Regions from separate parts of the Mus musculus genome. Here regions 1, 2 and 4 are each linked to region 3. The links are chromatin contacts, called in public HiChIP or PLAC-seq maps. All regions are on one chromosome and are shown on one strand. Each heading gives the region's core, a stretch centred on a gene start, on an enhancer-like site or on the middle of the called end of the contact. The rest is flanking DNA. Distances are from core to core; before and after follow the strand shown. Region 1 overlaps Ntn1 (netrin 1). Region 2 overlaps Stx8 (syntaxin 8). Region 3 overlaps Stx8 (syntaxin 8). Region 4 overlaps Ntn1 (netrin 1).

Region 1 (7,170 bases), core at 2,488-4,987, 210 kb after region 3:
CCTTTTCCCCAAACTATTTCTAAAATCCTCTATCAAAATGACAGATGACTTCTGGCCCCAGGGCTAAAAGAGAACTCACACAGGAAAAAAACAGAAAGAAAGAAGCAAGGAAGAAAGACAAGGTCCTTGGGGTTCGTATCTCCAGGAAATAAAATGAGGAGTGACAGAGGAAACACAGATGATCATGTGTCATCCAGAACCCCCAACTCCCCCCCCACCCCCCCCCCCGCCCCGCCCCGTGCCTGGCCAACCACAGCATGGACCTTATCTAAGACCCAAAGCACCATCTGGGACCTGGAACTCCATAGGGAACTCCTTTTTTGTTTGTTTGTTTGTTTGTTTGTTTTTGTTTTGTTTGTTTGGTTTGGTTTTTTCGAGACAGGGTTTCTCTGTCTAGCCCTGGCTGTCCTGGAACTCACTCTGTAGACCAGGCTGGCCTCAAACTCAGAAATCCACCTGCCTCTGCCTCCCAAGTGCTGGGATTAAAGGTGTGCGCCACGATAAGGTACTCCTTGATGTTTAGGGGGTAAGCAGACATATTCTTGCCATTCGTGACCCATTCTGTAACTTTCTGCTGACTGCTGGAACAGACACAGGACACAAAACATACTCTGGCAGAGTTAAAGGAGATCTCATGATACCAGCAGCAGGCCTGCCCTGGCTTTCCTGTTGCCTCTGGTGTGAGCTGAAGTTTACGACTGGTCCAAGGGGTAGGCTAGGATTGTTCTTGGCTGAGCCTCATCTGACTTCTGTAACCTCCGGATGGTCTTAGGTCCACCTTTTGGAACGGCCTATACCAACCCATGCACTGAACCAACAGGAAAGCCCTCCAGGAAGAGTCTGTAGGAAGAGCCTGTTCCCTCTGCTTCTGGTACCACTGACAGACTCAGCGTGAACCCCCATACACCCAGCTCTGCAGTTAGAACCCCCGTAGTGTCTGTCTAGGTTCATGCAGCCTCCTGTTTCTGTGAGGATGGAACGAAGCCCTCCCTCCTCTCCACCTGGTGGCTAGCTGGGCCCGCCCAGTGGGAAACAGCCTGGAATCCAGCGCACACAGGAACCACTCAGCTGTTTCCCTCAGTTCTCTGGAGAGGAGCAGTGAATGGTAAAAGCTTCCTAAGAGGCAGAGCTGCGACCCACAAGCGAAGCCCCTCAGGACATCATAGTTTAATTATGAATGAAACATTAATTAATTATTCTTACAAAGACTAAAAACAATTTTACTGCCAAATTTTGAGCATAGTATCCTGGGGTCTATACAGAGTTACCCCAGTATCTAGGGGAGAGACAAAGGCTCCAAGAACATCTTCAGGTCCCAAGATCCACAGACGCTCAAGACCCTCATTACAAACAAACAAACAAATAAACAAACAAACCGCAAAGCAAATCCAGGATCTCATATGCATTAGGAAAGTGCTTGAATGCCAAACTTCAACCAAACTCTTTGATATTTCATTTTAAAACTGGTTTTGCCCAGGTTGGTTTCAAATTTGTGATTCCCATGAGCACACCTGAACTACCTGCTGGGCAGGCCTCTTAGAATCTAGAACAATTTTGGCGGACAAAACACCACACAACTTTCACTTAGCTGGGAGTGGGGATATGGATGGCAGAGGCTGGTACCCACGAACACCAGCTTCTATTGGGAGCTGGAGAGTAATACCCAGAGTCCCCCCCCCCCCCAAGAACACATTCACACGGCTCCCTCGGAGCTGTCTGGTCTCAGGTGCCTCCCCGCTTGGTAGCTGAGCTTTCTGGAGTTTCTGAGGGTTGATCCACACATCCTCTCTCCTTCCTCCCAGAGACATGCTCACACATTCAGAAACTTCTCATTAGCCTCAAAATCCAAGACTCTCACCATGCCAGCAGTTCTGCAAACCCTGGAGAGTATAGACAGAGCTTCCCTCTGCTTGTGATGAGCTACCCAGCTGGTGAGGGTGTCCTCCAGGAGAGATGCAGGTGGGTACCCATCACAGGAGGAAACGATGCAGAGACAAAGATCTGCATACAAGCTAAGAAGCCTCCTAAGACGTTTCCAAGATTCCAATTCTGTCCCCTATGGTCAGTCATTTAAAGCGGTGGTTCTCAACCTTCCTAATGCTGTGACTCTTTAATACAGTTCCTCAAGCTGTGGTGACTCCCAGCCATAGATTATTATTGTTGCTACTTCATAATGAATGTTGTTACTGTTGTGGACCATAATGTAAATATCTGTGTTTTCTGATGGTCTTAGGCAATTCCTGTAAAAGGGTTGTTCAATCACCAAGGGGGTCTTGAACCACTGTTTTAGAGGTTGGCTTTTTTTTTTCCTTTCTTTCTTGAAGACTCCAAATTACCAATCTTGTTACCGATTCTAATTCAATCAGCCCTCCATCAACCACAGGCTCTGCCTATACAAACTAAACAAACCATAGATAAAAATATTTTAGAAAAAGGGGTATGTGTATTAAACATTGACATTTTCCTATCATCATTCTCTAAAGAAAACCGCTCTTGAAAGAGCTGGCTCAGTGAGTACGAGTGCTTGTGGCTATTCTGGAGGACCTAAGCTCTGGTCCCAGCACCCACCTCTCCTGTTAACTCCAGCTCCAGGGAATCTGATGCCCTCTTCTGGCCTTTACAAGTACTGTACTCACATGTGCATACACCTAGACACATACACACACACAGGCACATACACCGTCATAATTTAAAAATTAAATTTAAAACTATATATAAACAGTATGTGTGTCATTCTAGACATGTGCTATTAAGAGATGAGTTACAGTATATGGAAAGATGTAAGACGATTCCATGTAAACACTCTACTAGCTTATGGAAAGGACTTAAGCATTTGCAGACTCTAATAACCTCAGGTCCTGGATACCCAGGGACCAGTATATCTTCCTCTCTTATCTGCCACCTGTGCCTCTGGGAAACAGCAGCCCATCTGGAAGATCAGCAAGCCCCCCTGGACCTGAGGCTTCATTTCTAAAGCAGCGAAGACCCAGCAGGCTCTCAGCAACGCCTGTCAGGCCACAGGAGGTGACATCAGTATCTGTGGATCTGGGGGTTGGCTAACAGTTAAAAAATGGAATTGGAACCATTCACTGTTCTTAGATGTCTTCCTCACACAGCACAGCTCGAAGGGTCCCTGGGAGCCACAGTGCTGTGTCTACTCAGCTCTGTTACCCAGCACCCTGGGATGGATGAACAGGCAGAAATTGAATAAGCGGACAAGTGCACAGCCTCCTCAGAACCCCCAAGGAATTCTGGGAGTTGATGAGTGAACAAGGGGAAATATATAAAACTACTCCCAAGCCAGGCTGGACAAGAAACCCCACACTTTCCAGCCTGTAGCCCAAGTGAGGCCAAGAGACGGATTCACAGCACAGGCTCTGTATTTCCTAAGCCTTTCCAAATTGCAGAAAAGGCTGCACCTGCCTCCGTCTGTCTGCGGCTGCTAATCCACTGTAACAGCTCTGTGCCCCCATTCTATCTCCCCCTCGGCGGGCAGAGTTATCCCGTGTATTCGCCTTTAATAAGCTGAAGCTATTCGTGGCGCTGTATTCACTGGTATCTGCTCCCACCGGCCTGCCCCACAGGGTCTCCTTGTCAGATCTCCCAGTGAACAGGGGATTTTGTGTTCAGCGGGGAAAACAAAGCTGTCCCAACAGGGATTCAGTTGGCTCTCTGCACACTTCTCCAGCGAGAGCCAACAGTGGACACAAACTGGAATTGCTGTCAACGCCAAGGGGGGATTCAGATGAGCTGAGCCGGGCTCCCTGGGAAGCCGTGAAAGAAGGGGATGGTAGCCCTGGAGCATCACCTCGGCTGGCTGGCCAGCTCAGCTGGTTAAGCCAGTATAGATGAGGTCATGCCTTGGAGCCTGGTAGCACTCTTGCTCTGTTTCCCTGTACCTAAACTCCAGGCAGCTGTCAGGCAGGAAGCACACTGCTGGCTAAGACTGGGTTAAACTGCTTCCTACACAGAAAAATGGCCTGGCTTTCTGATGCCAATAACTACAGCATCACAGTGACAGGTGGCCACAGATGCACCAGAAGTCAGCAGTGTGTTCCAAATGATTTATGTGCAAACTATACGTGGTAACCAACCACTATGTCATTCTCCATGTATGCATGAATATGGCTTGCATTACTCAGTACCCCTTGCGGTTAGGTATGGTCATGTGACTGGGTTCTAACCAAAGAGACGGGAGCACAGGTGATTCTGAGCACTTCTAGGCTACAGAAATCACCCAGGGGCTTCCCAGCAGTGACTCGGCGGCCCCAAGGGATGGCAGAGCCATACCATGGACTCACTGCCAGAAAGAAATCATCCAACTAGGGACACCTGTGGGTGATGGCTGTTGCGTGAGCAAGCAATCCCTGGACTGCAAGAGGTTTATTGTCACGCATACCTGATCAATACAGGCAGTAAGAAATTCTTAAGTGGAGGCTGTGGCGGCGGCGGCGGCAGCAGCAGCAGTGGTGTGCATGGCAGAGAAGAGCTGCAAGATGTCTGAGTGTCCAGTTAGTTAGCTGTGAGAAGGGCACCAGGACCCCTGAGAACAGCCGAGACTTTCTGCAGTAGAGAACTGCTAGGGACTGGCCAAAAGAGAAACCTGTGCCTGGGCCCAAACAAAACCTTCTAAATTACTTACTTGACCCTCAAAATTGGAGGAGTCCAGGACCCCTGACAGGGACCAAGAGCTGAGGATACTTAACTTCCTTAGACAGTGTGGTGGAGTCATGGAGAGGACCTACCCACATCCTCACACATATTTTAAATCATCTCTAGCTCATAGTGCCTGATGTAATGCAAATGTTGAACAGTTACTAGACTGTATTCATGGGAAGACAAGGGAAAAGGTTAGGATAGTTCAGTACAGATAATGCAGTTTGGGTGTTTTTTTGTTTTTTTGTTTTTTTGTTTTTTTTAAATCTATGGTTGGTTGAATCCACACACTCCAAACCCATAGTCACAGAGGGCTGAGGTAGCAAATGTGGTAGATGTCCCGCTCTGACCTCCTTATTAGCCCACCACACCCATCCCAGCTGCCGCAGGTACTGGCTGCAAATCACGCATGCTTGCAGCCTTTGGTTGATGCGCACTGATTTGCCGGGCAGTATCTGGGCAGTCACAAGCTTCGGTCCAGTTCCAGTAGGGAGGCCACAAGCCAATGGTCAGCTGATGTTAGAAGTGTAGTGTCCTGACTTCTGCCTTATCTATGGTATCTTCTCCCACCGGATTGCCTCCTCGGAGTTCTGGAGGGGTTTTAGCCCTATACTCTCTTGTCTTCCTTGCCTGGAGTACCCCTCAGTAAATGACTTCAATAGCAACCCCTGTCTTAGGCCCCCGAGGTTCTAGAGAACCTAACTCAAGATACTTGACCCCAAATAACCTAAAGAAATGGCTGGCATCATATCACCTTTTGAACATACAATAAAACTACCACCACATACAGGACAAAGGGCAGACATAAAATCCAGAGTGAAGACAATGCTGGATTATCCGGCCCCAAAAGGGTTCCTTGAGGCTTCTCTGTCTGGTGATGATGGAGATTCTGTGAGGCTCAGGTGAACCTACCCACCAACCCTGCGACTGAAGGAGATGCAGCTAAAGGTTGTTTCTCCTTTCTCTGATCCCAAACTGGGGCATTATAAATACTATGGAAACTATGAGTTATCCCACCTGCTAAGGTGGGAAGGGAAAGGTTCTGGCCTTGTGGAGCCCAGCCCAGTGAGGGCCTTTAAGACAACCTTGGAGAGATGACTCAGTAGTCAAGAACACTGGCTGCTCTTGCAGAACACCAGGGTTCAGTTCCCAGCACCCACATGGCAGCTCACAATTATCCACAACTCCAGTTCCAGGGGATCCAGTGTGCTCTTCTGACCAGGCATTTGGCACATTCATACATGCAAACAAAGCACTCCTGTACATAAAATAAAAATAAGAAAGACAAAAAAGTATAACTTTAAAAAAATCTTTGTGCTGCTTTCTTGGAAACTCATTGTCTCGAATGGTCCATGAATTACGGATCTCCCTCCAGTGTGTGTGTGTGTGGGGGGGGGCGGTTAGGGGTGTGTGTGTGTCATTCACTGCTTCCATCTCACCCTGTAAGGAAACCAGGCTGACTGTAAACTGTCAATCTCCCATGTGACCTAGAACAAGTCTTCGCCCTCCTCCAGGACACAGCTTTCCATCTATCAAATGTGGAAGCCATATCACTGACCTGTTCATAGCTAGGTTCTTAAGGGTGGATTTGATGGCTCTAATGGTGACTGTTAGAACCATTAAGTCTGGGGTGGTATAGAGGTTTGAATAGGCTTGGCTCCCATAGACTCATGTGTTTCAATGCTTGGCCATAGGGAATGGCAGTATTAGGAGGTACAACCTTGTTGGAGGAAGTGTGTCACTGTGGGCATGGGCTTGAGGTCTCCTAGTGCTCAAGCAAGCTCTGCCTACTGTGGAATGAGACTTCTCTTGGCTGCCTGTGAGACACAGTCCCCCCTTCTGCTGCCTGCAGAAGACAGTGCCCTCCTGGCTGCCTGCAGATCAAGATGTAGAACTCTTGGCTCCTCCTGCACCATCTCTGCCAAGCTTCCCACCATAATGATAATGGATTAAACCTCTGAAGCTGTAAGCCAGCCCCAATTAAATGTTTTCCTTTACAAGAGTCTTGGTGGCCATGGTGTCTCTTCACAGCAATAAAACTCTAACTAAGGCAGGTGGTCTGATATCTGAGAGTGTATTTAGTCAAAGAAGTCAACATGAGTGCTATGCTCCAGCCTCAGGGCTGGAGGGGGTTTTACTCACCCACTCCACTTTAATGGCTGTTGGGGTTCTGAGGGACAACACTGACAGCAACAGCTTAGCCCAGTATTCACAAGAAGTCTGGGAGTTCAGGGCAGAGGTAGGAGCTGGAACACCCCGAGATGCTCTATCATCTTCCCCAGGTCAGCCAAGCTCTGATGAAACCTGCACATCAGCCCCTGCCAGTAAGATCCCTGGGATGTGGGATGTGGGATGTGGGATGTGGGGTGTGGTACCAGAGCCTCCTATCCTCTTTCTTTCCCTGACACCTGTCATTTGCCTCATTATGCATCTCCCTCGGGTCCTAGAGAGAAGAACGCCCACGAAGGACTAAAATATTCTATCCCACTTGCTCCTCTGACCTCCCGACTCATC
Region 2 (7,026 bases), core at 4,065-6,564, 150 kb after region 3:
GCCGGGAAGGCCCAGGCACCTGAGCGTGAAGCCCCTGTTCACATTTCATCTGCACTCAGGAAGCAGAGAGACAAATGCGGGATCACTGGCTTCCTCCCCTATACACAGACCCCCTTTCATTGAGTCTTGGATCCTAGCCCGTGGGATAATGGCTGCCCACTTTCAGGGTGGGCTTATCTCTTGTCAGTTAAACCTCTCTGGAAGCACTTGCACAGATACCCCCGAAGGTGATTCCAAATCCTGTCACTCTGACAATGAAAATGAAGCCTTGTAAGTCCACCTCTTGTCAACCTGACATTCAAACACATCAACTTCATGCAATGACTTTCTATCCTTGGCTCTCAAAGGCTCATGGACATCTCAGGATGTAAAATGGATTTAAGATAATCCGTAAGAGTCTCCAGAGTTTTAAAAGGCCCACACCATCAAAAAACTCTCCCTAAAATATCCAGCCTTTCTTGTGAGATCCAAGACACTTTCCTGACTTAGCCCCTGTAAAACAACAAACAAATGACATATTTTCAGCATACAGTGGAGTATTTACCCATTCCAAAAGGGAGGAATGAAGGCATGGCAAAGAAAGATCATACCAGAGCAAGACCAGAACCACAGAGGGAAACCACTAGACCTTGCAGTTCTTTGTATCTGGGGCATCTGAGGCATGTAGTGTCATCATCTGGGTTCCAACAGATGCGTACAGCCTCCCCTTTCCAATTCTGCCCCCTGCAATCCATGCTGCCTCTCTCTTGGGCCTGTTCTGCTCCATGCCTGGCATCTCTAACATGCCAGGCTCCCCGCCTCACCTTCACAGCTTCATGCAGTGACCTTGCAGGGCTTGCAGGGAGTCTCACAGTTCTGCCATCTATTGCCTGGCTTCAGTGACTTTCTAAAACATTGTGCAAACATCCATGACCCTATAACTCACATGCCTGCAAAACCAACACTTTGTGGTCGACATTGCCAAGTTCTGTTGCCAGCTTGAAACATTCTCTGGCCCCTTTCTGCCGCGCCTCTCATGGCCTCTGTGCACTTGGGCTGCTGAACCTGGCCAGTTGTTTTCAGCAAGGGACCTGCCAGCGTAGCTTTCAGGTTGAATTTTCACAAAGTAGACCTTTCACTCGGTAGAATCTTTAGGGCACCAGGCTTCTTTAACAGAACTAAGTTATCTTTTAAATGATTTTTAAAGTTAATTTTGTTTGTATGCATATGCTTATGGGCACAGGCATATATGTGGAGGTCCAAGGGCAACTTTCAAGGGTCACTTCTCAGCTTTCACCATGCTCAAGGAAGGGCTCCCTGTTCCTGTCACTGTGCTGCATACTTCAGGCATAGTATGCCTGTGCGTGCGTGGGCTTTCTGCCAGTTCTTCTGTCCCTGCCTCCTACCTGTCATAGGAGTGAGGGGTGGAAGGTGCCTGCCAGTGTAACGTGGGTTCCAGGGCTTGCACTCAGGCCATCAGGCTGGTCAGACAGGCACTTCCACCACCACCACCACCACCACCACCACCACCACCACCACCACCACCACCGGGACCCCATGCCATCCCCTGGTTCAGATAGACCTGATTTCCTTAACAATGGCAGCTGCTCTCTCCACACCTTTAAGCCCCACTCTCTTTCCTTGCCAAGTTGCATATCTCTCATAGCTGTTCCCTCTCACTATAGATCTGATTAAGAATAAAGAGTAAGTCAGGCTTCGTGGCACATGCCTTTAATCCCAGCCTGAGCCACAGAGTTCTAAGCCAGCCAAAGTAAGACACAGACTTAGAGGAGAAAGAGGAAGGGAGGGAGGGAGGGAGGGAGGGAGGGAGGGAGGGAAAGAATAAAGAACAATAACACACCACAGCTCAGATGTTAGTTACACTGTCTTGACATTTCCTCCACCAAACAATTTAGTCGTTTACTTTTGAATTCAGTGTTACTCAGATTTTTAGCACACAGCCAGATTCTTTGCCAGAATGAAGTATGAACGGCCCGAGTCCCTCTGGGCTCTGAAACCTCATGGGCTCTGCTGTGTGCATTTCTCTCAGCATTTTGGCCTTCCAGTCTCCCACCAGAACAGCCATCAAGCTCTGCTGATGACAACATTCTCGGGCTTCTCTAGCCGCAGCTCCAAACCCACACACAGGTTTTCACATAAACCTACTGTAAAAGCCTAGGAGACATGGGGCAGCTTTATCACAAGGACAGCCCACTTCTGGATCCCGATTCGGCACTAGTTACCTTTCTCACTGCCACAACACAACGGCTAAGAAAAGCAAGGACCAAGGAAGGGGTTCTTTTAGTTCTGGTTTGTGGGGATAGGGCTGAGCGTGGCAGGGAAGGCGTGTCTACTGGAGGAGGAGGAGGCCACTGGTCATGTGGCATCTGCAGTCAGGGAGCAGAGAGATGGATGCTGCTGCTCAAGTTCATCCTTTTTATGCAGCCTGGGACCCTAGCCCATGGGATGGCGCATTCACATTTAGGGTAAGCCTATTTTCTGTCAAATCTGGTAACACCCTCATAGCAACATAGAGTTATGTCTCGTTGTTAATGCAAATGCAATCAAGTTGACAATGAAGATTGACTGTCACACAAGCCAATCTCATAATTTAGTAAATTGAGTTTAAATTTGCTTAACCAAGCACTCTTCCAACGAAAGCCTTTATATACACTCTACCTTCTCTCTCGGCTACATGAATTCATCTTTGCAAGTGACCTCCAATGAATCTGCTTTCTGGCCAGATGTGAGTCTGTGGATTTGGAGAAAGCGAATTGACAGGTCGTGACATCGGTGTAGCTGTTTCTGACAGTTAGGACACAGAAACTAAGCAATAAGTTCTAAAACTAGCCCAAGGGTAGTCAGGGAGGGGAAAGTCTGTCATTTCTAGACTAGGTTAGAGGTAGTTGAGAAAGATGATTCTACAAGGACTGGAGAGCCAGCGCTAAGAGCTGGATTGTGGAAGGGGTCCGTGCTCAAGTGCAGAAGGGGCTTTCTCACTTGGAGGTGAGAACAGGAACCATGTTGGAGGCCTCAAAATAAAGCCAGGAGCTAGGGAAGTGCATGACTGTGCTCCCTTATTTTGACTGCTAGAAACCCACCTTTGTAAAGTCTTTTTCTGTTATGGAAAAGTCAAGTTTAATAAACAGATTGTAATTTCATCCCATGATCCATCTCAGCAAAGCATTCTAAGTGTATAAACCCAGGCCCAGTTGATTCTGTGTGCCTGTTGCTTTCTCTTCCACCACAGCCTCCAGGGGTGGCATCCTCAAAGCTGCAGGAGTAGCTCTCCACAACCAGCAAATGCTGAAGCTGCAGTGGCTGGCCCCGGGAAGGTTCGCATCACTCTCTTTAACGTGCCTTAGAGAGTTCCTGCATTCTGTGGCCCTTCTTTGACTGAATAAAGGGTTTACAAAATGGGGAGAGACAGCTGCCATCCACTTGCGGGCCAGTTCTGGACCTCCTGGATTCACTGCCTCTGCACTCAGCTTGGAGGCCTTATTCCTGAATTCTAGTTCTGTTCTGTTTAGTTGGCACTACCACATCCAACACCCAGAAACACACAGACACATGAGAAAAACACCACTGCTTCCCCTCAGTTCAACTAAGGCAAGGCTGGAGGGATTCAAAACGTACTGTTCCTTGGAAACAGCAGCAAAATATACACAAAAGCATAAATAAATGGATAAGTTCATTGAGGTTAGCCTGCAGAACTAGACTTAGCAATGAAGACTGGGCAGCAGGGCTTGCAGGGCCAGCCAAAGCCTACATTCCCCCACCTCAGTCTCTCAGAATCCTGTAAAGACAGAATTCTTACTCAAAGACAGCCCAACTTTTAGCCCAAGATAGATTTGATTTATAATTGTAACCTATGTATTACAAAGAAGACTCGAGGGAGCGTATAATAAAAGACGTGTGTATACATATAAAATCTCAAAGCTGTGAGAGACAGACAGAAGATATTTAAATGTGGGCGAGAACATAAATAGAATGGATCAAATCCTTTAGCTGGTGTCGTCTTGGAGAATTAACTCTAGTGCCAAGAATAGAGACCTGGGAAACCAGGGCAAAAGAGCAAAATATGACTTACACACAGCGATAGTATCTGATAGGAGAGCGGGGGGCAGGGGGCATAGCAAGCTTTTTCAGGAAAGGTGAGCGGTTTTTTTTTTTTTTTATTGAATATTTAGCAAAGTGAGTGAAGCATGTATGTAATTGTTTGAGGACTGTACAGAATGCACAGGAATTCTTCCCGGTTTGGTTAGTGGCCATATTTGCTGGAGTTGACCCTAGTTGCTTATTATTATCATTATTATTATTACAGTGTCACATGTAGCTCAGGCTGACCTTATATTTACATGTGTGGCCCTGAACTTTCCATCCTCCTGCACTGACTTCCCGAGTGTTGGGGTATAGGTGTGTGTCACTATCCGAGGTCTACGAGCCTACTTTAGATTTAACGGGATCCTCATCCCTTCCCACTGTTAGTTTTTATGTGCCTTAGAGCTGTGCCAAATTCATTTCTTTGAAGCTGGCCATAAAGCTAGGAGCCTGCTCCCTGACTCCAATAGAGGACCGTCCTAATCACCGGAGGACACTGAGCAGGAGCGTGTCCCAGGGAACAGCATGTCACAGCCTAGTTAGAACACTCTTGATTGGTTAGTTTTGTCTGCCATTCCCAGTTTCCCAGATTTGTGGAGATTTTCATGGACAGGCATTGTGATCATTTGAATGAGAAATGTCTGCCTTAGGCCTCAGGCATTTAAGCATGTGGTCTTGGTTCATGTGCTGTTTTATGGAGGTTTAGGAGGTGAAGCCCTGATGGAGGAAGTGTGCCACTGAAGGCAGCCTCTGAGTAGTATAGCCTTGCCCCGCTTCCTGATAGTGCCACCATGCCTGCCTGACCCTCTAGAACCTACACCAAGGTAAGCTCCCTCTTCCTTAAGTTACCTTTGGTCATGGCGCTTATCATGGCAGCCGAGGAGTAACTAGACAAGTACATATTAGGTACTTTGGAGGAAACAAAACTGTGTGTTCATAATGTGACCCATATGTCCACTAATCAGAAATATGTACAACAGAGCCATGTTGAGCTGGAGGAAATTGTCCTAAACCAGCCAAACAGTGGGTTTGGCCCTTAAAGGGGTTGTAACATACAGCAGACTCACTGTAACCTAGCTTGATAAGCAAGCAGGTTGAGCCTAACCCAGATGTGCTCCTGTAGCTAAGCAACTGGATTTACCCAATCCCAGGAGTTGAGCCCAGCCTTTCAGATCATGCCCAAATAAGGTAAAAGCCCAGCCACACGGAGCCAGTAATCTTTGTATATCTTTGTATGTCATTTCCTGTGTTTCTGGTTATAAACCATTGGCAGGGCGGGAGCATTCAGCGTCGTCTTTAGTCTAGAGTACTCTCCAGTTCTAGAACCTTTCTCTTGCTCAAGTTAACTAAGCTTAACTAACTTAGTTAACTAAGTTAACTAAGCTGAGTTAGTCTCAGATTTTTCTTAACAGACTTCCTTACTTTTCTTTCTATACATAGTAGTAGTTTGTAGTTTGAGATCTACCCCTAATAAGAAGTGGAAGTCATTTTGATTGCCTCTGAGAGAGTTGTAGTATGATAAAGTTACTGTTAAGTTATTGAGGGTTTTTGTTATTGTTGTTGTTGGCATATTTTTTATTTTATTTTTATTTTTGCTCACATGTGAAATTCAGAGTGCATAGGGTAGTTGGTTCTTTAGACTGTATTATTTAACCTAACCTTCAGTTTTTAACCCAACCATCGTCCTGTCCCTGGGCCTTCCCTGGGGACTTGTGTCCTAGTCCCAAACCTTACCCTCAGTCAGTTACTGAGGTCTCGGTGTCTCCCATGGGTCACTGACTACGCCTCCTTTTACTCTTGGTTTTTCCACAGTTCATTGCTGTATCTGGTTTGTTATACTTTTCGTTCTGTTTCCGTTTGTGGATTATGCTATTTCTCCTCCTCACCTGTAGGTTGGGTTTGAGGAAGAGACAAGGTAACTGTAGGTAGAGGTAGGCAGGCTGCCACGTGTGAGAACATCACCATATGACATCCGTTCCCCTCCCCACTATAACCCAATGGATAGATAATGTTATTGTGCTATCCCAGATAAGAATGGAGGCTCAGGGAGGCGAAGCCTGTCCCCATGTCACATGACTGAGGAGTGGAAGAGCAGCAGTTTGAGCCTCAGCCTCTTTCTAAGTTAGATTCTCCAGGACTTCCTTCTTGCCATGCCAGACACTGGTGATCATGAATACAGAAATACCACACACCGCCCCAAGGGGCCTCATCATTCGGGTAACAGGGCCTTTTCTTCTTGTCTTTGTTCCCTGAAGCAATCCTTTCTTATTTCATTTAAAGACTCCCCCTCTACAGCTGCTGTGGGCAGCTTAGTGTTGTCTGAAGTCTGAAGATGAGAACGGGAGCCACGAGCTTACAAGTTACCAAATCTGGAAGATGTGTTGGGGTGAAACACTCTTGCCAACCTCCTGCCTCCTAAATCTTTTTGTGAGCACGTTTTCTTACCCAAATGACAAAGAACTGCTTGTACTGCGCATGCCTAAAACTCATGGGTCTGATGCATTAAAGATGGCGTTCTTGTCTGACTGCCCATCCCACCAGAGCAGACAGGATAGGCTTCCAAAGCCAAAATAGCTATGTGCTGTGCAGTGGTGTTTAGAAGTAGGGGATCATGGGGGAAGAACAAAAAGTGTTCTCCCTCTCTTTTGGAGAAGATGCCTGTGCTAACCGTTTAACAGCTTTGTTTTTGCACTGCATATGTAAGTTGCAAATGTGAGCCACATGGGCAGGGGTTCCTGATCAAGTCAGCCAAGGGCCAAGGTGCTTTGAGAGTTCAACTGTTTGGGTGAAGCCTACACTGACATCACGGGGAAGAATCCAAGTGCAAATTTTCATCCCCGTTTATGACCTTGCCACATGCATATGTATATGTGTGTCTATGTGTGTGTGTGTGTGTGTGTTTGTGTGTGTGTGTGTGTGTGTGTGTGTACATACATACATGAGTCC
Region 3 (6,918 bases), core at 942-3,441:
AAGGGCAGTCAGGGCTACACAGAGAAACCCTGTCTGGAAATACAAAACAAAACAACAACAACAAACGAATAACAACAGTCTTAGCTCAGCATCTAAAGTGGCTTTAATTAATGATTCTGTGACAGGGGCGGAGCATTCTGGTTGAAGAACTGGGCTATATCGTGGACAAGCAGCCTTTGTGGATAGAGAACAGGAGTGAGGCCCGAGCTATTGTGTGGCTTGCCTTGTTTGAGATAGGTGTCTGCTTAGAGTGACTGAAGCTCAGCCCCCGTGACTGAACACCTGTGCCCTGTGCTTTCTCTTACATCCACTTTGCTTGAGCAGTCGACTGTGTTGGATTGGTCCCTTGTTCAAATCAATGGCTTTCTGTAAATTGTATTTCACATATAGAACTGTGAGGTGAAACAGTTTCTAAAACAGTCCTTCAATTCTTAGCTGGGTTTGGAAACAACCAAGGGATTCTAATCCTTGCCAGTGGTGTCTAGAAGCCTCCTGGTCCTGAGATAACTCAGCCTGATGGGGACAGGGACCTCAGCGGCAAGTGTGTACACACCCATGCAGGGGCGGGCATGAATGAGGCTGGGCTTCCTATGCCTGTGAGCAGATGGAAGCCGGCCTTCCAGATAAGTCCAGAAGTTAGGAAATGGCAGGTTTATGGGAATACTAATTTCTTCCGTCCCCTCCCAAGAATGGGATACTCAGACCACCCACCTTGGTCCACAACATTTTTAACATGCATACCTAAGTTTGTATTTTTTTTTCTTTTTCTTTCAAATAAGTATCTCTGGATAAATCAAGTTTAGACATTTTCAGCTTCACTTCAGAGTCCTCATTTTTCATACTGTTTTCAACAGAAGCCCCACTTTATCTGGGCCAGCATTTTATGTGGATTTATCGTCATCCATGCCTCTTCTAATTGGTGTGTGTGTGTGTGTGTCTGTCTGTCTGTCTGTCTGTCTGTCTGTGTCTACCATCACTGTGTTGGGGGGGTGCTATGATTTTCACCATTAAAAAGCTTTAATGTTTATGGTTGCTTTTTTTCCACGGAAGTGTGGTTTTTTTTTTTTTGCTTGTGAGATCTTTTGAAAACCTTTGAATGGTACTAACTTATTTTTCTTCTCTTCCTTGTATCCTTCCTGCTTTTTCTTGGCAAGTTTTGGGTTGTTCATCTCAGAGTTTTTCTTTCATGCTGTTGTGGGCTGAATTATGCCTTGCCCCATTCACATGTCGGTGTTCTGACAGCCTACCCCTAAGAATGTAACTGTATTTGGAAAGAGCTTTTTAAAGGGGTAATTAAGTTAGAATGAGGTCAGTCGGCTGGGCCCTAATCCAGTGTGACTAGTGTCCTTTGTAAGGTGAAGAAACTGGAACAAGACACATATGGAGGGGGACCCTGGGAAGACACGAGGGAGACACACCATAGAGGGCCTTAGAAGCCAGTCTTGTGATGACAACTTGATCTCTGGCTGCAGTCTCTGGTCTCCTGAGAAAGGAAGGTTGTTTTAGGCATGCAGTTTGTAATGAGCTCAATCTCTGCTGCTATGATTTTCCTTACATCTCTACTAATGTTTTTTTAAAATATTTGTTTGTTTATTTATTTATTATATGTAAGTACACTGTAGCTGTCCTCAGACACTCCAGAAGAGAGAGTCAGATCTCGTTATGGATGGTTGTGAGCCACCATGTGGTTGCTGGGATTTGAACTCCTGACCTTCGGAAGAACAGTCGGGTGCTCTTACCTGCTGAGCCATCTCACCAGCCCTCTGCTAATGTTTTATCAGCACTTTAGGTTTATGAATGGAGGACCATGTTGACACATATAGCCAGCTTTTTAAATGGTGGCAGATCGGGTTACCCAGAGGGCTTCTTTCTTGCCTGGGACAATGTGCCATGAATCTACAAGTACTTAGGTTCTACCCGGGCATGCTTCTCATGGGCTAAGTAAGAAGAACACGCAAGCAGAGTCAGGGCCCTAGAAGTGATGGCATTAGAACGTTAACCTAGGGGGAAAATGCTGGGAACTTTCACCTAGGGTGACATGGCTTCTTCATTGACCTCTTATTACCCTGTAGCTAGCTCAGAGCCTCTGACTCATTTCCTTGCCTGAACACCAGCTCCCAAGGGCCTTCCATTCACAGCAGTCCTTCCTCTCCAGAGAGAGCTGGCCAAGGGTTGCAGCTGGGGGTAAACCCTGGAGGCTGCAGCCCACACAGGGCAGGGCTCAGGGTAGTTGGGCCCAGCTGCTCCATAGAGAACTCTGCACACAGGCCTGATTCCTGCCTCACAGTCACTCTCTGTGTAGAACATTCTGTGGCTGCCAGTAGCCATTGACTCCAAGCCTGGCGGGTCTCCAGTGCTCTCTAGTTGGGAAGAAAGAGCTTCTCTCTATAGCTATGTGTGTGTGTGTGTGTGTGTGTGTGTGTGTGTATGTGTGTGTGTGTGTGTGTGTGTGTGTGCGCGCGCACGCGTGCATGTTTGTTTCAAGTTGGAGTTTCCCTCCGTTGTGGTTTGTCCATACAGCCCAGGTCTCGTCTTTGAACAAGTGAGTCTTCTGAAGGACTTGTTCATTGATAGCTCTCCTCTGTGTCTCTGTGTCTGCCATTCTTAGAGAAAAAGGATCATCTCTGCAGCGTGGTTGTGCTCTCTGGAAGGAAGGAGGCAACACGCTGAACTCTACTGTCTACAACTCAAAGGCATGTTTTTATGAATTAACAGGAGCTATATAAAGTATTTTACCAAAGTGGCTGGGTCTCTGGAAGCTTTGCTAGAACAGATGTTTCATTTGGAGTCCGTGGAAGTTGTTTGCTTGGCTTCCTATGAGTGGCACCCCACCTTATCACCTGCTACCTTCATGGCTGAATTTCCCTAAAGTAATACAATTAGGGAGATGAGGAAAGGTAATCCTGTTCCTTGTATTCGTAGTTTTAGGTACTTGAGGGTGGACAGTCTTTGTCTATAGACAGAGGCTTGTTAACAGAGTAGGAACGAATGGGGGAACAGGAAAGACAGTCTGTCATTCTAACTACTGTCTGACTCTCCCTGGGCATCCAGCAGTTCCTGATGCTCCACAGGTCTATAGACTCAGTGTCCCCAGACCATCCCAGTGTAGATACAGCTATTAAGTCCTAGATGTCCCTAGGCACTTCTATCTGCTTGGCTACAAATTCCCGTGACTCTTCTTCTGAATTGGGTACTTTATGAGAACATTCACAGAGCTCAGGAAGGTGCCGTGCTTATAGGGTTTTATTGTAGTAGTTGCCACTCTGGAAGAGCCAAGTAGTGTAGTGAATGTGGCAAGGTGTCGGGGAGGAGGTGCAGAGTCTCCATGCCCTTTCCACGTGTGCCGTGCTCAGAGCACATCCATGTGTTCCCTGCCCTCAAAGCTGTCAGGACCTTGCTGGTGGGTTTTCGTGGAGGCTTCAGTACTTGATTGATCATTGGCCATGGTACAACCAGCCTCCTTCGCCACCACTGAAGGTGAGCTTGGGCCTGAAACTTTCAGTGCTCTAATCATGCATAGAGCTAGTCCTCCTCTCAAATTACTTAAAGGTCTCCTAGGAATCATCTCCTTGCCACAAATCTAAAAGCATTTCTTAAAGATAACAAAAACTACTCTTATCAGGGAATTCCAAGGTTTTTGATGTTCTTGCTAAGAACTAGGGGGTAAAGATGAGAAATATACTTTTATTATTATTATTATTACAGCACAGCTAGGAGCCAGTGTCTGTGAGTCTGCTGAGTATGCAGAAATGATTGCTTGGCATGGGTGTGGTACTTGTCACATGGCTTTGCTGCTGCTAGCTTTAGTTTTGATGATGAGCTGAGACCATTGAGCCACAAGGACTTTGCCTTTTCTAGACTATGCCTTCTTCATTTCTTTCTGGGCCCATAGTTGGTTTATGTCTTGGGACAGCTCGGGTAGGTGACTCATCGGCCTTCCTTTCCCATGGGCTTCCCCACAGTTCCTACTTGATCTCTGAAAAGGAGGAGGCAGCCACAGTCCCTCCTACTGTAGCAGCTGAACCAAAGAATGCACCTCAGCACAGCACAGCACAGCACAGCACAGCACAGCACAGCACAGCAAGCAGAAAGGATCCAGTAGCATCACAGATGCAAAGAGTAGGTCTCCCTGAGCTCCGCTCCTGCCGCTCTGCACAGTGGTTTTCTTCCTCAGTGCCTTTGTAGGAAGAAGGGAGGGCTAAAGCTGAGTTGGAGCCTCCCCAAGTTTGTAGCCCCCACGTCTGTGTAGGTGACACTTTTACAATCTTGAGTGATTGTAAGGCGACACAGAATTTGAGTCATTCCTGACATGTTCTAAGGTCAGACATGGCAACGAGCTGCATTTTTCTTTCCTCTTTCCTCCAAAGATGCCCGAAGGTTGGAGGTTCTGGCCCTGGGTCCTGTTGCAAGGTTTTGTGATGACTAACAGTCATTGCCAACTTAGCAGGATCCAGAATCACAGAATCTAGAAGATGATCTCTGGATGTGATTGGGAGCTTTTAGGTGAAGTTGATTTGGGTGGGTAGACCTAAATGCCTTGTTTTTCTTTTGAAATACAAAGAAAATAGAAGCACTGTAATGAGTTGCTTTGGGGACAAAATACTGTAACTTGCATGATGAGATCTGGACATAGAGGTCACATGGTTCCCTTAGGAACCTGGTCTAGTGCTTACTAAGTCAGCGTTTGCCCACAAACAATGAGCATGCACTGGGTATGCTCATGGTTATTAGTTATCACATGAGAGGATACAAAACAGAATCAGCCAAGGGCCGGGCTCAGAAGTAAAGTCCAAGGGCACCCAGGGCAACCTTCCAAGGACATTGAGCCAGTAAAGTCACACAGGATATGCTTAATCCCACCGAAATGAGTTCTGACAGCGTGTATGAGATGTTACTAATCAGGGAATCGCATTAGAGGTGATCGCCCAGGCTTTATTCAAGGCATCTACTACATAGGCGTGTTACCTCCTCCCTGGCGGGTATCCAAATTCCAGAGAACCAGAAGGAAAGCAGGTGTTCAGCATAAGCCACATTGTCTGTGCAGCCCAGACACCTTGGGCCGCACTTATCAGTTAACAGTTCACCCCTCCCCACATCCAAGTTCCAAGGTACCTGCCAAGGACCAACCACAGAAGGGCACAGAGGCCCACTGCATGTCCGCTTTACTTGCGTTTACAGTGATGGGATTAAAGGCATGCACCACCACCACCACCACCTGGCAAGACATTTTATCTTGTCTAACCATCTCAGGCAGTCATTTGGAAACAGAATTGGCATCACTGGAGAATAGTTCTGTTTTTTGTGTACCGAGAATTTGTTCTCTCTGCACCTGCTTCATTCCTGTCATTACAGGGATGCACATTCCCTGTGTCCCCATCAGTGGGGTAAGCGGAAAAGCTTCTCGTTTAGCCATCTTGATTGGTTGCCCCATTACCTTTGGAAATCACATTTCCTTATCTCAGCACTGAGGGCAAATAGAGTAGGATAAGTAATGGTCCCCAGAAGGTTGTTGAGGAGAAAACGAGGTGGTGCTTAACACAGTGCATGCACACAGCAAGTGCTTAATAAATGCTCACTTTTACTGATGGCATGATATCTCTTGTTTCATGTTCAGTTAGGCTGAGATTTTATTTGTCACCGGGCATTGGGCCATGCTGATGTTCTTCTGGTTGCCCCTGTCAGGCTGGAGGTGTGTTGCACCAAGATCTTGCCACGTCTATCACTGGAAACAGTGTGGGGTTTTAATATCAGTTATACCTCTGAGGGTAAAATGTCCACTTCCTCCGATCCTCCCAGTCATACAGAGCACCTGAAGAGCTAGCGTGTGTCTCTCCATGCTGCTACCCCTTCAACTCTCATGTCTTCTCACCAGCCTAAGTGCCCTTTGTCCTGGAAGTATACACGGAATATCTCTTATCTCAAATGCTTAAGATAAGTATGTTTTAATTTGAGAGTATTGACATTACACAACCGGAGATCTTGAGGTTGCAAACCTAGTCTAAACACAAAACTTACTTGAATTTTCTGTGCACCTTGTCTGTGTATCCTGAAAGTAATTTTATGCAATATTTTTGTGTACCTGTATTTTTAAGTTTTTATCTATTTGTATATATATTTTTTGCAGGTACAGGGAACTTTAATGGCATTCAAGAGAGTAGGGCTCCCCTTGGGGGGGTGTGGAATGGAGCCTGTGAGGGGAGCCTCTCAGTGATGGGGGCTGAGCTGGGACAGAGATTCCAGCAGCTGAGGGCCACTCTCTTCCTCTCTGTCCTTGCTGGGGTGGGTGGTCCAGGGTTTCTTACTCCTTGGAAGTTCTGTAGGCCATGAGGTCCTCTACCCTGCCTCTGTAGCCTTCTTCTTTGTCATGCTAAGAAGTGAGCTTTACAAAGTTGTTGAGAGCAATGTTAGCCCCAATGTCAAAACTGGAAGAGTGGGCATCCCTGTTAAAGTGGCAGGGGACAGTCTGGTCCTCAGTGTAGCACAGGGTTCTCCTTAGTGGGCCCTCCAATACCTGATTCACCACCTTCTTGCTATCATAGTACTTGGCAGCTTTCTCCAGGTACAATGTCAGGTTCATGACTGACACACTGGGGGGGGGGGGCGGGTAGGAACATGGAAGGCCATGCTAATGAGCTTCCCATTCAGCTCTGGGATGGCCTTGCACACACACAGCCTTGGCAGTGCCAGTAGATACAGGGATGGCATTCAGCCCCACGTGTATCATGCCACAGCTTTCTAGTGGGACATTCACCGTCTTCTGGGTGGTAGTGATAGCATGGCCTGTGGTCATGAGTCCTTCACAGTGCTAGAGTTATCATGGATGACCTTAGTAGAGGGGCAGGGTGTGGTACTAAGCAGTTGGAGGTGCCATAGGCATTGCTGACACTTTTAAATGACTTGTCATACTATTCCTGGTTC
Region 4 (7,247 bases), core at 3,015-5,514, 260 kb after region 3:
CCAAACACCTCAAAAACTAAGTCACACGCCTACCAAGACTATCCCAGTCCAGAAAGCACCCAGGAGCACTTCATCCTGACCCTGCCACTCCAAAATTTCCCGGACTCTGGCCTGTCCATGAAAACAGGAAGATCATCTGGTCATGGTCTTGTCAGAAGCCCTGGTCTTAGCCCCAGAGCCCCTCCTCTGTCCTTCAGCCACCGTGAGACTGAATACTTGGATGGATGGATGAATGGATGGATGGATGAATCAATAGGCAGTTGGCTTCATTTTTTCCTTCCTCTCTGGAGCAGTTCTTTTGAGAAACTTGCCTGTGTTCTTTATAGAATTGCTAAGAGAATTCTGGACTTACATGCCTGCCTCTGGGCTGACAAAAATAACCCACAAAACACCATCTGCAAGCTGGGTACATATTTTGTCTTTCTTTTTATTTTTTCTCTTGTTTTTTTTAAATGACAGGGTCTCACTATGTAGCTCTGGCTATTCTGTAGCTCACTATGTAGATCAGGCTAACCTTGAATACAGAGATCCATCATCCTCTGCTTCCCGAGGACAGAGATTAAAGGCATGAGCCACCACGCCCAGCAAGGCTGGGTGCTTTCTATAAAAGAAACTGGTTTCTCACCTGAGGCTCTCTGTGCACCCTCTCAGAGGCACACAATTATAGGAATATGGTCAGCTCTTCTGGAACCCCTCATTGTTTCTAGAAGTATATGTAAAGAAAAAGAGACCATAGGAAGTTTAGAAGCAAGTCAGAGGCCTGCTTAATGGTGCTTCTATTCCCAGAGGGGAGACAGGTCCATGAAAGACTTGAGACTTCCTAGCTATGAGCAGAGCTGCTGGGACAGGCCAAAGACAGATAGATAGACAGAATTATAATAGTTATTATAATTCTTTCTGGGTCCTTCTGGGACCAGATAGAGAAGACAGGAAAAAAGCCAGAGAGGGGCCAGGATGGTCTACTTTCACTGATCCAATTGCATCTGCATACTGGTTCAGCTGGGGACCCATCTAGAAGCTTCTCTTCCTTGACACAGAGTATGACTGTATAGCGCAGGCTGGCCTTGAACTTGTGATCCTCTTGCCACAGCCTCCCAAGTGCTGAGAGTGCAGGCTTTCACCACTAAGCCAAGTCCCAAATGTACATCCCCTTCCTGTCTCTCAGATAGAGTCTCATTTAGCCCAAGCTGGCCTCAAACTCACTATGTAGCCAAGGATGTCCTCCAACCTTCTGATCCCTCTGCCTCCCCTTCTAGGATTACAGGTGTCAGCCACCATACACGGTTTAAGCAGTGCCGAGACAGGACCCAGAGTGCATGCTGGACAAGCACCGGCTTTACAAACTGAGCAACAGCCCCAGTTCCTCCAGATTTGTGCCTAACAAACTCCCAGGTGATGCTGCTGTCGCCTGCCTGCAGACTTATGTTGAATAATGGAACCAAATGGAAAAGAAATTAGTTGGACTGTCACCCACCCTGTAGAGAAAGTGCCTTGTGTCAAGGTGAGGGTGGAGCTTACAGCAGGGGGCCTTCAAGAAGGTGGAAAGAGTTCTGGCTTCATTTTTTTTAAAAAAAGCTGCCTTAAACAATTGGCACAAAGTCATGAAAATATTTGAGAGCTATTTTTAAGAGTTGGAGGCTACTCCTATTTTCTTTTATTTATGACCTTGCTACTCTATTTGGTACACTATTTATTTAGAAATTGTCTGTCTCTTGTTTATTAATTGTAAATATTCCTCCCGCAGTAAGTGTCTTCAGAGCCTAGTTTGTGGCAACTCCTGAAAAGGCCCAGCTAAGCAACCAAGGCTGTGCACACCTGGCTCCTGTCTGCGCCAGGGGCATCATGCTGAGCGGAGCTCTGAAAGGCCTTTCTTTGGAGCAGAGGCTGATGTGAGCAGGGCCCAAACAGCTCTGGTACCGGCAGCAGTCTGTGTTTAAAGGCCATCACTCGAAAGAGAGGCCCATTGGACACGCAAACTTTATATGCCCCAGTACAGGGGAACGCCAGGGCCATAAAAGGGGAGTGGGTGGGTAGGGGAGAGGGGGTGGGTGGCTATGGGGGACTTTTGGTATAGCATTGCAAATGTAAATGAGCGAAATACCTAATAAAAAATGGAAAAAAAAAAAAAAGGTAAACTAGATGCTGATGGCCAGTCCATTTACGCAGCAGACTGTAGGTGTCTCCTTATAACTGGGAAGTCCGGCTGCAGGCACACTTTGGTGGTCAATGATTATTTATTGAATGCTATTATAATTCCGGAGCTACACAAGGAGCTGGGGAACAAGACAGAGCCTCAGGAGATGCCCAGGTGTGGTCAGCTGATGCTGTTGTCTCCAATGGCTCAGCCCAAGGCCCACTGCTAATGCAAGGATTATAGATTGTAAGTAGAGACAGTGCAGTATAGACCAGTTGGAGTAAACCCAAGGGCATGGAGGACATGAGGACATGGAGAAGTAAGAGGACAAAGGGGACATAAAACAGAGTCTGGTCCCAGCCAAGGTTCCTGAGACTCAATCATTGAGGACGACACTTTTCAACTTTAATGTAATAAAAACCACTGGCAAGCACAGTGCCCATCCAGGGCTGGGAGGAAGGGTGTGGCAAATGGTAAGTGCTTGGGTCTTCCAGAGAAGAGGTGCATGGTGGGCCACTCTTCAGGGTCCGGAGCAAAGAAAACTATTTTAGCAACAAAGCGAGTCTCTGGCTGCTTGGAGGTTTCCCATCTCCCCTGAGCAGACGATGCTCCTTCTGACTCTTTCTCCGCTCATCAGTCCAGCCACACTCACTTCACTGGCTCAGTCAGCTCACGGCCTCCCACACCACCATACGATGGGGACAGCACTGAGCTAAGATAGCTTGAAAGAGGAGACACAGGGCTTTTATTAGCCTGTTGCTACAATTATTCAGTTTTGCTATTATTACTAATCTCCTATAGTCACAGGAGAGTGTTATACATATATATTCAGTGTCTGCTACCATGGGTGGTTTAATGTAGCTGCTGACATATTGGAAAGCAACACACACACACACACACACACACACACACACACACACACACACACACACACACACGTCTGTGCGTGCGTGTGTACTATAGTTTCCTCTGAGTCTGGAGCAGGCTGAAGGGTGTGTGTGTGTGTGTGTATGCACATGTGCACACAGAGTTGTATTTTCCTCTGAGTCTGGAGCAGGCTAAAGAGCTCTAAGAGAAGACTAAAGAGCAGTAAGTGAATAGGGTTCCACTCCTATCAGCCCGGAAGCCCCTGAAGCTGAATTCTCCCAAAGCACCCCCTTGCCTCTCAGTGTGTCCTCTTGGAAGCCGGGTTTAAAAAGCCCTTTATCCTAAGATTCCAATTTGAAAATAAAACCTAACTACCTCTTCCCCACCAAGGCTTTATTCAGATATCAAGGATGCGGTGGGTGGTAAGAGCAAAAAGACAAAAATGTGGAAAGTGCTTTGGAAACCCAGCGTCCCGAGTGAATGGGTCAGGGAGGCCTGCCTGCCAAAGAGGGCTTTAGATGGTTTCTGATAAAGTCTCTGAGATAAGTGGCCAGTGTTTGTTGAGGGCTTAGGGAGCTTTAGCCAAGTCTGATCACAAAGCAGACCTCTGTCAACAGTCCTTCAGGCCACTAACAGGGCTGAACAAACACTACAGTAACAAGTTCTTCACACCTGTGGGGCTTGGGAAAGGTTTGGCCCCTTTGTCCACAGGCAGACAAAGAAGCTGCCTAGAAAGCCTGGGCCCCCACCCAGCCAAGCCTCTGGGCATCTGAAGAAAGGCCCGGGGTCAAGACAGACAGCTTGAAGTCTGGCCAGCCCCGTCTCCCTCTGAGAGCAGAAACACCTCCCATCCGACAGGGAGACCCTCCAGTGAACAGAGTCCCTGTGAATGGGCAGCAAAGGCTGGTTCTGAGGCTGGGGCCTGACCCACAGGCAGTATGAAGGCCCTGGAGTCGGAGCATTCCTGAGAGTACAGCCAAGGCTTGGAGGTTCGTTCTCCCCCCTGTACACTGCCACTGTCCCCTCCCCTCTGTTGACTGCAGGGCCATCTCCCAAATCTACTTGACCTTGCCGTCATTTTTTCCACTGACTCCTTTCCTCTGTAAACATGTTAGCCTTTTCTTTCCTCTGCCCTTTTTTGGCTGCTCCACCTCCCCCTAAGGCTTTCAAATGATCCCCTCCTAACTGTACAGGCCTTCCCTGTGCAGGACAACTCAGGGTTTGCGCTGCAGAAACACCCCTCCCAGACCCTCACTGTGGAGGAAATGAGGAGATCTGGGGAAGCCCCGAGCAGTCATCAATTCTCCCTCCTTACCCTTCTCAGATCCACCCTCTCCGGAGCCTGGCCCCAGGCTGAAAGAGGGTGGGGCCTCGCTCTGCCCTGTCACCTCCCCCAGAGAGGTCATCCCTGGCCTACTATGTTCCATTCCCAACCTAGACCTTCCCCACATCCACGCATTCCTTCACTCCAAATCTCTGGACATTCCTCTCAACTTGTTACCGCCCTGTTCTGGAACCTTCCACAGTTGCCCATTTCTGAAAAGATGCAAAGCCTATTACTCTCAAAGGGAAAAACAAAACTAAACAAAACAAAACTGGTTTCAAAATATAGGTCCTAGGGACTGGAGAGGCAGCTCCGCAGTTAAAATCACCCCACAGGCTGCTCTTCCAGAAAACCCAGGTTCAATTCCCAACACCCACATAGCATCTTGCAATAGTCTATTATGTGTTCCAAGGAACTCAACACCCTCTTCTGGCCTCTGTGGGCAATAGGCACACACATGGCGCAGACATACAGATGACAAATCACCCATATACATTAGGGGAAAAAAAACGGTCCAGAGGCTAACTTCCAGCAGAAAGACCTTACCCCATCCCCACTCGTGACAGAGCTAAACAGGAAAGAGGATGTTGTTCACCCAGGGCAACACAGAGCTTGAGACAGGAGTGGCCCTCCAAGTTACCCTCTTATGGAAGAGATGGGAAGAATGTGGCAGAGACTTTGCCAGGAACCTGGCAATAGTTAGTAATAGCTAACCTTTCACCTAACTAGTTCAGGGCACTTTCCAGATCTCCTGCCTGGCAAAGATCTCAGTGTTCCGAGAGCTTGGAGCGTGATAACCCCACCCCCTGCCTGTTGGAATGTCTTCCTAAGGACAGCTAATATTCAAGCAAAGGAGGTCTGAGAAAAGCGTGCCCCTTCTGCTGGAAGGGAAGGCACTGCTGTGAAATCCTCTGCCTTGTGACTCACATGGCCTGCCAGATGCCTGCTTGCAGCATGGGGGCTCCCTTCCAATCGCTTTCCCCAGAGGTAGTGCACAGGCTCCATGCACTAGACGTATGAGAGTTGACTTGCCAGGGGAATGGGCCAACCCTGGCTCCTGGCTCCCTGGAGTCATTTCCCATCTGTAATGGGTCCCATCACCAAGGCTAGCACATGCGGGACTCCAGTAGTGGTGGGGGAGACTGGCAGTGAGGGCTTAATGACTTGAAGCTACTCTGGTCTACACAGGTGGGAGCAATGTGCAATTGGAGGGACACAGCTCTCCTTCCACTGCAGCCCCCAGGCTGCATCTCTGTCTACTGGACCAGCCAGCTAAGACAACTCTGGTTAACTCTGACCTGGGTCTTAAGCTCCAGAGACAAGTCAGCCTCCGGTGCTACAGGACCTCTGTACTGCACGGAGCACTAGGCCTCACTGACACAGGGCCCTAATCATGAAGAACACAGGCTGACACCAGGGATCTGGTGAGCTGTTGTAGGCCAATGCTCATTTTCCTAATTCATTTGACAACTATGGTTGCAAAATTTCACAAGCCAAGGCACAGGATGCCTACTTTAACATGAACTGCAGGAAGTGAGGTTTAGTGTCAGCATACCACAGGCTGCATGTCAATCCTCTAGTCCCAACAGGCCCCCTACCCTCATAAGTTCATACTTTGCCTAAAGTTAAGGCAACTCTAATGGTCTTAGCACTGGTGAGACCTAGGAGTTAAAGGGGCCCTTAGAGTCTCCTAGGCTTTGTGGGAATCAAAGGGTTGTCTGGTTCTGCAGTGCTTGTTGGCTCTGGGGCCAACTCATTCCTCCCTGTATATGTGCCCACTGCTGAAATCGAACAGGAATCCTATGATATCTTGTTTGTTTGTTTTCAAAGCAGGGTGTCACTATGTGCCTCTCGATGTCCTGGAACTCACTGGCCTCGAATTCATAGAGATTCACCTGCCTCTGCCTCCCAAATGCTGGAATTAAAGCATGTACCAGTTGACTGGCACATCCTGTGACCTCCTAAGACCATATGGAGATGGATAAGAAAGGGGAAGGCACTGCCCACCTGAGCTTCCCCACTGTGTGACGTACAGAAATGATGAACACACCATTCTGTCCCACCCAGGCACCCAGGAAGCTCACTTCTTCCCTAGAATGTCTTAACTTGACATGAAACTATCTCCCTATTATGGGGCAGGGTGGAAGAAAGCAAATACCATCTAAGTGGCCCAAAATAAGTAAACAGAAGAGCATTTCATCAGGGGACGCTTTGTAATGGAACTCATCAAACTCTGAGCCCCAGTTCTGGATCTGGTTATTTTAATCAAATCAGTAGGTAAAATTTATTTAGAGATCAGTAAAGAGCTTATGGGATTGTAATTAAAGATTTTAATTAAAAGTCATGTCCTGGAAGAGAAAGTGGGTGATCCGCCACATAGATGGAATGACAGGGGACAGCAAATTCCAGCTGACCAAGGGAGCTGGAATGGGTCTCCCCCCTGGAAGTGAGTGACCTAAGCATTCCTAGAGAAATTCAAGTTAGAGGGACAAGATCCAGGAGGTGTATTCTGGAGAGGAGGTAAAAACCTTCTGACTCAGGGAACCTTTAAACAGACACCTTGGGGCTGAGTGGCTGTTACTGGTTTACAACTAGGTCTAGCCCCATGAATATTCCTGCTCAGGAGTTAGGACAGGGAGTCAAATCTGGAAAGGACGCTGGTTCCTTACAGTAAACATGCATGTGAGAAAGAGACAGAACATGCAAGCAAATGGGGACTTCATCTGTAGAAAATGGACCCTGATAGCCCTTCTGGAAGGGTCTCACTATGGCAGTACACAGCCCATGGAAGCTGTAACTCTTCCCCTGGAGTACAATGGTATCTCTGTACCGCATTGGCTTACGGATGCACTGCAGCTACAGAGCATTAGAGGCAGCTGAGTTAGGGCTCAGCAGATAAAGCACTTGCTGTCAGTTAACCTG

The links. HiChIP or PLAC-seq counts read pairs in DNA pulled down with a chosen protein or histone mark.
Region 1: an H3K27ac HiChIP or PLAC-seq map of oligodendrocyte precursor cells shows a contact between it and region 3, with 2.9 times the contacts expected there. The contact joins two enhancer-like sites. A contact is called at or near these places in 1 of 484 Hi-C or Micro-C datasets (nephron progenitors) and 1 of 115 datasets of contacts at active chromatin or transcription factors (oligodendrocyte precursor cells).
Region 2: a contact with region 3 is called in a CTCF HiChIP or PLAC-seq map of pro-B cells, with 10 times the contacts expected there. The contact joins two enhancer-like sites. A contact is called at or near these places in 1 of 15 datasets of contacts at CTCF or cohesin (pro-B cells), 2 of 484 Hi-C or Micro-C datasets (myocytes and nephron progenitors) and 1 of 115 datasets of contacts at active chromatin or transcription factors (differentiating embryonic stem cells).
Region 4: a contact with region 3 is called in an H3K27ac HiChIP or PLAC-seq map of heart atrium, with 3 times the contacts expected there. The contact joins two enhancer-like sites. A contact is called at or near these places in 4 of 115 datasets of contacts at active chromatin or transcription factors (SST interneurons, double positive thymocytes, heart atrium and 1 more) and 1 of 9 other capture datasets (embryonic stem cells).

Annotation. Positions count from the first base shown.
Region 1 is chr11:68,240,889-68,248,058 of GRCm38.p6, forward strand. The region is part of intron 5 of Ntn1 (netrin 1); the gene reads right to left. Among named protein-coding and RNA genes, the nearest start is that of Mir6406, 24 kb to the left of the region's middle. Within about 2 kb of position 3,738, at least 16 of the 459 cell types and tissues checked have an H3K27ac peak or open chromatin away from gene starts, as enhancers often do. A contact at or near this core is called in oligodendrocyte precursor cells, where this site is marked.
Region 2 is chr11:68,171,502-68,178,527 of GRCm38.p6, forward strand. The region is part of intron 7 of Stx8 (syntaxin 8); the gene reads left to right. Among named protein-coding and RNA genes, the nearest start is that of Mir6406, 46 kb to the right of the region's middle. Within about 2 kb of position 5,315, at least 31 of the 459 cell types and tissues checked have an H3K27ac peak or open chromatin away from gene starts, as enhancers often do. A contact at or near this core is called in pro-B cells, where this site is marked.
Region 3 is chr11:68,028,735-68,035,652 of GRCm38.p6, forward strand. The region is part of intron 6 of Stx8 (syntaxin 8); the gene reads left to right. Among named protein-coding and RNA genes, the nearest start is that of Stx8, 66 kb to the left of the region's middle. Within about 2 kb of position 2,192, at least 106 of the 459 cell types and tissues checked have an H3K27ac peak or open chromatin away from gene starts, as enhancers often do. A contact at or near this core is called in heart atrium, oligodendrocyte precursor cells and pro-B cells, where this site is marked.
Region 4 is chr11:68,282,322-68,289,568 of GRCm38.p6, forward strand. All of the region lies in intron 2 of Ntn1 (netrin 1), which reads right to left. Among named protein-coding and RNA genes, the nearest start is that of Mir6406, 65 kb to the left of the region's middle. Within about 2 kb of position 4,265, at least 53 of the 459 cell types and tissues checked have an H3K27ac peak or open chromatin away from gene starts, as enhancers often do. A contact at or near this core is called in heart atrium, where this site is marked.